2 separate regions of the Drosophila melanogaster genome follow, and region 1 is linked to region 2. A link is a contact called in public Hi-C data. All regions are on one chromosome and are shown on one strand. The core of a region is the stretch at or near the end of the contact, and the rest is flanking DNA. Distances in the headings are between cores, read along the strand shown. Region 1 holds the start of cyst (cysts). Region 2 holds the start of CG33695.

What was found. A called contact is a pair of places that touch in the nucleus more often than the background predicts.
Region 1: a contact with region 2 is called in a Hi-C map of the Kc167 cell line, with 5 times the contacts expected there. The contact joins the promoter of cyst here to the promoter of CG33695 in region 2. A contact is called at or near these places in 3 of 107 Hi-C or Micro-C datasets (the D17-c3 cell line, the Kc167 cell line and eye imaginal disc).

What each region holds. Positions count from the first base shown.
Region 1 is chr2L:19,506,948-19,510,907 of dm6, forward strand. It overlaps cyst (cysts), which reads right to left and starts at 1,817. Exons shown (of 2, transcript NM_165305.5): 1 at 543-1,817. The coding sequence starts at 1,239. Hasp (Hig-anchoring scaffold protein) reads right to left here. Exons shown (of 17, transcript NM_136134.7): 15 at 3,840-3,958; 16 at 3,624-3,783; 17 at 2,006-3,190. The coding sequence ends at 2,212.
Region 2 is chr2L:11,276,503-11,280,725 of dm6, forward strand. CG33695 reads left to right here and starts at 1,519. Exons shown (of 3, transcript NM_001032079.2): 1 at 1,519-1,628; 2 at 1,892-1,983; 3 at 2,253-3,480. The coding sequence starts at 1,611. The coding sequence ends at 2,961. It overlaps cana (CENP-ana), which reads left to right. Exons shown (of 11, transcript NM_001032076.2): 7 at 1-46; 8 at 103-354; 9 at 419-694; 10 at 753-873; 11 at 939-1,344. The coding sequence ends at 833. It overlaps Ppt2 (Palmitoyl-protein Thioesterase 2), which reads left to right and starts at 3,796. Exons shown (of 5, transcript NM_135656.3): 1 at 3,796-4,013; 2 at 4,115-4,223. The coding sequence starts at 3,870. It also overlaps asRNA:CR44182.

The sequences.
Region 1 (3,960 bases), core at 567-3,066, 8.2 Mb after region 2:
ACCCGGATGCGTCCTTTAAGTTCAGATAACTTAAAATCCTTTTTAGAAGATCAACAGATAAACCTAATAAATCAAGTTTGCTTACTAGAAGAGAATTATTTATAAAGACAAATGCTTTACTAAAGTCAGTGTAGATGACACCTGTTTGAATATTATTTCTGAAGCCCTGTATTACGAAGGAAGTTAGCTCCAAAAGGTTATTGGTTGTTTATCTGCGTTTCTGCTGACATGGTGATATAATTGACCTACAAAGGCGCTGCAAATGAGTAGTGATAACATTTTCAAAAACCTTTGGAATAGCCGACAATTTAGAGATTCCTCTGTAAAATCCATTTCCGACTTAATTTTGAATGCATTTTTGTTTAGTATTATTTTAAACTTTCAACACCTAAACACTTTTGTCTAAATAATTAAATAATATTGGCAAATTTACCTAATCAACAGGGCCAGCCATGTTGCAGGTATACAAATATCTGAACTACTATTGCATTGCACACTTATGGCTTTGCCAACCCACCCCCGAAACCTTAGTGCATATCTACCTCCAGTGCTGTTCCTGGCCGACCTTCGTCGCTGCTCGGTGACGCGAATGGTTTCCTGCTCCTCGCTGTCCAGGCTGGATAGGCTGACGCTCTTGTTGGTGCAGTCGCCAGCGCCGCTGCCATCGTCCACGGCTGTCCAGGATTTCCGGCGGTCTGTGTGAAGAAACTGGCACTGCTGCGGTGCCGTGGAAGACCACATGGCGTAGTTGGAGCCACCGGACGCGGGACCCGTGCCCGTCCCCGTAAGATCGGGCAGCGAAGTACTCAGTATAGCTGCGCTGAGCAGTCCATGATTGGCCAAGCTGCCGTCCTGCATGTGCTGGCTAGGCGAGGAGGAGTTCTTCATCTGGACGACCGTTTCGCGGATGTTCTGCAGCTGGCTCAGCGTGTCCTCGAATATGTTGTTGTACTTGGAGGCCAGGGCGGGACTGTGTGGCGTCACATTTATGGTGGGTATCATGTTGTTGTTATTGATGGTGTTGCTGGCAGGATTAGATGCTGGTGGCGGAGCAATGGGGGCGCGCGCTGGACCAGGAACGGGTGCGTTTATTACGGGTATGCAATAGTTCTGGCTTTCGATGGAGGCGCCTCGGTTGGTAGAGCCACCATTAACCAGCGCTTCCGAGGACTCGCTGCAGTTGGAGTTCAGAAAATCGGTGACCACATCATTGTCGCTGTCCTCGCCCGCGTTGTCCATAATAGGGTCTACTGAATTCTCTGCGTTTTGGGCCAATTTCCTTTGTTTAGCGACTGTGTTCTATTTTACAGCTGGCTGCCTAGAAAAAGAAAGTTTCAGTATACAACGCACACACACTCAACCGCGACGGGCACCATACATGCATATATGTGTGTACATACGTACATATACACTTGTGTATGCACTTGCTTTTTGCTATTTATTGATTTTCCCGCCACCCCCGAAAACACCTTGTTGCGCGACGTAAATTGTTGCGCCTTTTTCGAAGGACGTCACTTGTCCTTGCACCAACAACAACCACAATAACAGCAGCCACACAACAGCAGTGGAAGCAACAACAGCAACAACAACGGCAGCTCAGCAGCATCAACAGCAGTGCGTGGGCGAGGGGAATGCGTGAGTTTTAAACGATAAATTCGAACGGGTGCTTCGCGTGCGGGAAAGGGAATACTGGCCGTTGCACTTAACCGAAAACTAAACGGAATCTTAAGCTAGTGAGATTTCTGCCAGCGTTTTAAAATTTAAATGCGATTCGAGCTGGGGTTGGAACTTATATCGATGCTTACCCGATACTATCGCCAGCAGTCGGGCAGTGTGACCATGACGGCGGCACACTTTACATTTAACAGCGCTGTCGCTAACATAACCAGTGCTGAAAAGAAGCGCCCAACCATTCCGATTCCGATTAACAACACTACATTTGAATTCAAATTTAATCCTAACTATGTAACGGAAATCAAAATATAATTAAAACAGAAGAACTTTTGTCTTTATTCGACGAACATTTATTGAAAGTAAAATGATGGCCGTGCGATACAGTACAGGGCTACAGTTACGCTACAGTTACAATTGAATCGCAAGAATGGCGTTACTAGTTGGTAAACGCGTGACTGTGCGCCTGGAATGTGCATTAGTTAGTAGGTAGTAATATGTATTAGTATCACTCTGAAGCAACCGGCAATCCGAATCGCTCTAGCCCATGGTGGTGGCCAGGTGCTTGTTGGTGGCCACGGATCCGGATCCTCCGCCGCCGCCTCCTCCTCCTCCTCCTCCTCCGCCGACAGGACCCTCGTTTGTCACGCACGTGGGAATGGCACTGGACCACTTGCCGTTCTTAAGGCACTTGAGCACCTTGGAGCCGCGCAGATCCAGTCCGGCATCGCAAGTGAACGTGATGCTCTCGCCGATGGCGTAGTAGAACTTGACGGAGGACATCCTGCCGCTGATGACGGTGCCCGGATACGAGCAGGCCTGCACGCACTTGGGCAGCCCGCCAGACCACCTGGCATTATCCTGGCAGGCAATGATCGGCTGGCCCTGCATCATGTACTCGGGATTGCAATTGAACTGGACCACGTCGCCGGCACGATAAGGTGCTGAGCCCTGGGCGTAACCATTTTGCGGCGCCCCCGGATTGTCGCACTGCACCTCGACGCAGGTGGGCAGCGGCGCTGACCACTCGCCCGTCGGATTGCAGATCGCCTCCGCCGGACCACGCAGCCCGTAACCGGAGGCGCACGAGAAGGCCGCCCGGCCGCCCACCTCGCGCGACAGCACGGACACACGGGGCGAGCTCGCGTTGCTGCCCATTCCCAGCGGGATGTCGCCGCACTCGACGCTCTCGCAGACCGGCAACGGTGCGCTCCAATTGCCACTCGGTAGGCAGAACAGCTCCGAGGCGCCAATCAAGGAGTTCCCGTTAGCGCAGGACAGCAGCGCCCGCGTGCTCAGCTTAGTATCGTTGGTGTTCACGATCAGGCCGCGTCGCATCGGTATCTCCGGGCAGTTGATGGCCCGCACCACCACCTCCACGGTGTGCTCATGCCGAGCTGGGGTCATGCACGAATAGAACCCGGAGTCGTCGCTGGCCGCATCCACAATGCTCAGCCGGTATTCCAGTGTAGAGTCGCGGCCCTCATCCGCTTCGGTTACCCAGCCCTCTGTGTAGTTCCTGCAAGACGCAGAGATTCATTAGTGGAGTTTACCACATGGAGGACGGTTTCCCAAAGGTATCTCCCATTAACCAGGTTCAAATATGTTTAGATTGTTTTGAGTACCTATAAAATAAAAGGTGTAGATAAGAGAAGGGCTATTCCAAGAGATTCCCAGAACCAGACCCTGCTGATCATTGCCTTTTATAGTATAAATAACCCTTAAAGAAATAAAAATAAATGTTTATAAGAAATCCCTAAAGTCAAACGATCTAATGATCAATTCAAATACCTAATTGCTGCTTTTAAAAATTTAACCTATAGTCCAATAACGAGATACACCATACACATTAATTTGAAGTTCAGACGCAAATAATTTATGAACATACCCCTTGCTGAAATTAATTAGCAACTTTAAAGTTATTTTAGCGTGCCTAACCACCCGATACCCACTTGTGCGTGTGACTGACGTTCCACTTGGGATTCCCGAAGCGACGCATCCACAGGCACTCCATGTGCAGAGTGGTTCCCGGATAGACAATCAGCTTGCCATCGTTGCTCTGGGCGATGGGTCCGTTCTGGTGGCGGAAGAGGATGGTCGGTGCCTTCTCCACTGGATTTGAGCTCAAGTCAGATTAACTATCCCGCACTCGGATATTGGATACCTACTCGCATAGTCGTTCTCCTGGTTTAGGCCGGAACATACGGGCTTGGTGTTGGTCCATTCCGAGTGGATGCAGGTCCTCTCGTGGCTGCCCATGAACGAGAACTTTCCGATGTCCATACATCT
Region 2 (4,223 bases), core at 269-2,768:
TAACAAGGCGCTCAAAGAGGATTGCGAAAAGCTCCGTTCAACATTGGTAATATTAGACTTGTCTTTGTAGGTTATTCGGTCGCTAATGAAATATTTATTTAGGAATCAAAGGAACTTATACTGCAACAGAATAAACAAGAGTTAGAGGAAAGGCTGACTGTTATTAATGAGAAGAATGGGAAAAACGCACTACTTGACGCCCAGTTGAAATCCAATGAAACCGCCTTTACATCACTGCGAAAGGCATGGATTAAGCAAAGTTTAGCCATAGAAGCGGCCAATAAAAGAAGCCTCGAGATGGAACAGAAGGTTGATAAACGTACGAGGGAGTACGAAGAACTACGATCAACTCTGGTAGAATAATTGCAATCAAAGGCTCTTATAAAATAGCTTAATGTTTTCTCTTTAAATCGCCTAGAAAACCAGGGAAATCAACTTTCGATCGGAGAAGGAACGCATGGACGGCACCATCTCTAGCCTGTTAGAAGACAAGCGTAATCTTGAGGAGAAGTTGTGCACAGTCACCGAGCTCCTGGCTAAGCTAAAGCGCGAACTGCCGGCTTTACACACGCAAAAAGTGAACGGAGGCGATGTGTCCATTGAGTTGAATTCCTCGAATGGATCGCCGACTCCTGCAGCTGTTCCAGCAACAAAGAAGCCCCTGGACTGCAATTCCGCTGAATGTGTGCCAAAGGTACGTATGATCTTCTAAATTTCAAGCATGTAATATTTTTTTTATTTCTCTCGTAAAGAAATCCAGCAGCCTAGAGACTGCGGAGCGGAAGAATCGACGGATGACGGCCTACGATGAGAACCGTAAGCAGTTTTGCTGAAACGACTTACGTGACGGCGGAACTACGACCGTTCCTTTAGGTAAGTTAAGGTTTGCTTGGCCGCGAAATCGTCTAAACTTTATGTGGTTTTAACTAATATTGCAGGTGGCAATTGCCACTGCGAGCAGCGGAGCTGCAAACAAAGACTGAGTTCGGACTGGAGGCAAAACGTTGAGTTCAACGATGATAAAAAAGATGATTAATGTTATCCAAGTATTAGGGATTTCTTTTGTTAGGTGTTATCTTGCAAACGGTGGAATTCCACATCATAAAGTTTTCTATTTATATTTACGCCCTAAGTATTTGTCAAATACTATCAATACAAAAATTACAAAAACAATCGTGATCGTAGTATTTAAATTTAAATCTGTATTATGCTGGTTTTTGTTTAATAGTTAAATTCGATAAATAGTTAAATATTGTTAATTAAGAAATGTTTCCTTCATCATGTGTAATAATATTTGGTTCATATGTATAGCATTGAATAAACTATTTACATTTTCTTAATGTTAAAATCAGATTCGCATAAGTTGCTGGTTCTAATAATAAAAGACATAAATTACTTAAATGTAAATCTAAATAAGCATAACGCTTCTTGTTTGAATTCCCGATTGCACCAATCGATAAGTCGATAGTAGCGCAAATACATATTCTAGTGTTGTGCATTGGAAAATTGACGGCCGCTTGAGTGTTGTGTACGGCGTCAGTGTTGAATAGCTGCGGACGCAAAACTACGTAAAATTACGACAAAAAAACAGCGCCCCGCGAAAAAAGGCCATGAACTCGGCAATCAAGGTAGGTTCAGCCGCTCCACCACATCCGCCGGCAGCTCCGACCGCGTTGATCCCGTCGCCAGCGCCTCCGCGCGTTGCAAGCGAGAAAAAGGCGGCGCGGGAGAGAGTCGAGAGTCATTCGTTTGTCTCACTCCTGCGAGTGGGAAATTTGTTGTTCCACCGTGAGTGGGCCGGCGGGCGGTGGGCAGGGGCGGTGCGTTTGTTTTGAATTTGCACGCGGTAACAACAAACTGACTCCGGATGCAAATCCGCATGCACTTGCAGGTGGGGGAGATATTCACGGCCGCCGGACAGGCGTTCAGCAGACTGGGCGATCTAACCATGCAGCTGCATCCCAATGCGGAGTCGCCATCGGGGTAAGTTGATTCTATGCGGTGGAGTCGCGAGTTTTGTGGACACTAATCGGAGTGTTTCTGTGTGCCTTGTTCCCTCGCCACGGCTGCAGGAAGTGGACGGACGAGGAGATCGACATGCTGCACTCGTCCATAATGCGCTTCTCCGACGACCTGACCAAGATCAGCCTAAGCATCAAGAACCGCACCGTGTAAGTGATCCTGTGCTCCTGGCGAGGGAACCGGCTGCCCAGTGTGTACGTGCTAGTTTTAATTGACCTTCCCCATTGCAGTTCTCAGATCCGCCAGGCGCTGAAGAAGAAGGCCTTCGAGGACGCCGGCATTCCCGCCAAGCAAGTGCCCGTCCAGCAGGTGCAACACGTTCTCCAGACGCTGCCACAACAGCAGCCGCAGCAGCCCCTTCAGCAGCCACCTCCTCAAGTATTCAAGTCACAGCCAATCGTGCAGCACGTACAGCTGGTGGCGCAGCCAAAGCAGATCATCCTGCATCCACAGTCTAATACAACTACGACGGGCACGACGGTGACTGTTAAGCAGTACCAGCAGATGCAGAAGGCTGCGGCATTAGCGGCAGCCCAGGCTGCAGCCTCGACGGCCAACAACACGCCCACCATCACGGAGAACATCATTATCCAGCAGCCCACTTCGACTACGGCGACAGTGGTGCAGCAGCCACATATGGTGTCCACCTGCTCGTCGACGCAGATCGTGGTGCCCGTTGTGTCGGCAGTGTCCACTGTTCCAACAGTACTCTCGCCCACGGTGGTGATTGCCGACGATGTGGTTAGCACCTCCAATCCTCCAGCGGCAGCGGCGACAGTAGGATCGCCAGCAGGGGCGCCAGCAGGCTTAAAGTGCGGACCAGACGTGTCCATGACCCTCAATCGCATCAATGTCCAGGAGAACGAGGTGGACGTGGAGGAGTGCCTGCCCGCAGAGGTGGTCAAGCTGGATTTTGTCAGCGAGGAGGTGGCCGGGTGAGGTTCGAGCCCTCGGAACGGGCTGGACTTCTTCTACTAGATCTCCGGCCGCAGAACGAATCACGTAACTTGGAACAGAACCGCTACAAATCCAGATCGAGAACTCTTAAGCAAAAAGGTTGAGATGCCGCCCTAGCCCTAAGTCTAAACTGTTAAGTGTTGTCATATTTGATATACCCTGAAATCACCTTGTTCCGGGCCCCGGATGACAAATGAATTGTGCGATGTGGAGGACGAGTCTGTGGATCGCCAGCCACAGAGCGTAGATATTAATTGCGGAGCGTATATGCGCCGCCTAGACTTAAATTTACGCAAGACACAATAGTGCAAAGTACATAACGACGATCGTGTAAGTTGAGAGTGAATAAACGAGCATTATTTTAAGATTCGGCGATCTCTGGGATTTTATTGGAGTTAGGAAAGCCCAAGGAGCGTAGAAATTTAGTTATTTGCAATGGCTTCTACAATCTCATTGCTGTAATTTGTACTTCATACTTTTATTTTGATCAGACTGTATTATAAAAGCATATATATAATTATATTTTTAAAGCACCCAATGCAAACTCAATTGTGTTTCTAATGGTCCGCTAAATTATATTGCATTTTATCTTTATTTGAATGTACCCATCCAATTTATGGGACCTATTTTATAAACCTTTCCTTTTAAATGCACACCACGTATTTTAAATTCATCCAATTATTGTACAATGAAGTCTCGAGAAATTTCGAATGCATTTTCAAATTTCGTTCTGCTCATAATTGCGCTCGCAACCCATACATTGCCATTCGCATGTCGGATTTCAAATCCGCACTTTCAGAATTTCCAAAGCGGGTAGCAAGAAGAAGAGCGGCTAATAAAGATACGGATACATCAACAACAACAGTCGGAAATCCATTGTTCCCCACAAAATGAGACTTCGTTTGCAAGTCCTGGTGGCCCTGTTAACCTGCTCGTCCATTTCCGTCTCACTGGCCTACAAACCGGTGGTCATACTCCATGGAATTCTATCAGGAGCCGAATCGATGGCCTCTCTGGTCCGGGAAATCGAAGAGGTTTGTTTTTCGATTCCCCTTTGTTATTGTTTACAGTGGCAAGGTCGAATTTGACGCAAACAACGCAGTAGCACTGATAAACTCATTTCGTCCGTTTGTAGTTTCATCCTGGCACTATCGTCTACAACTGCGACAAGTTCAATGGATGGTACAGCTTGGAGAACGCCTGGCGACAGGTCGATCAGGTTAGGGATTATCTCAACGAGGTGG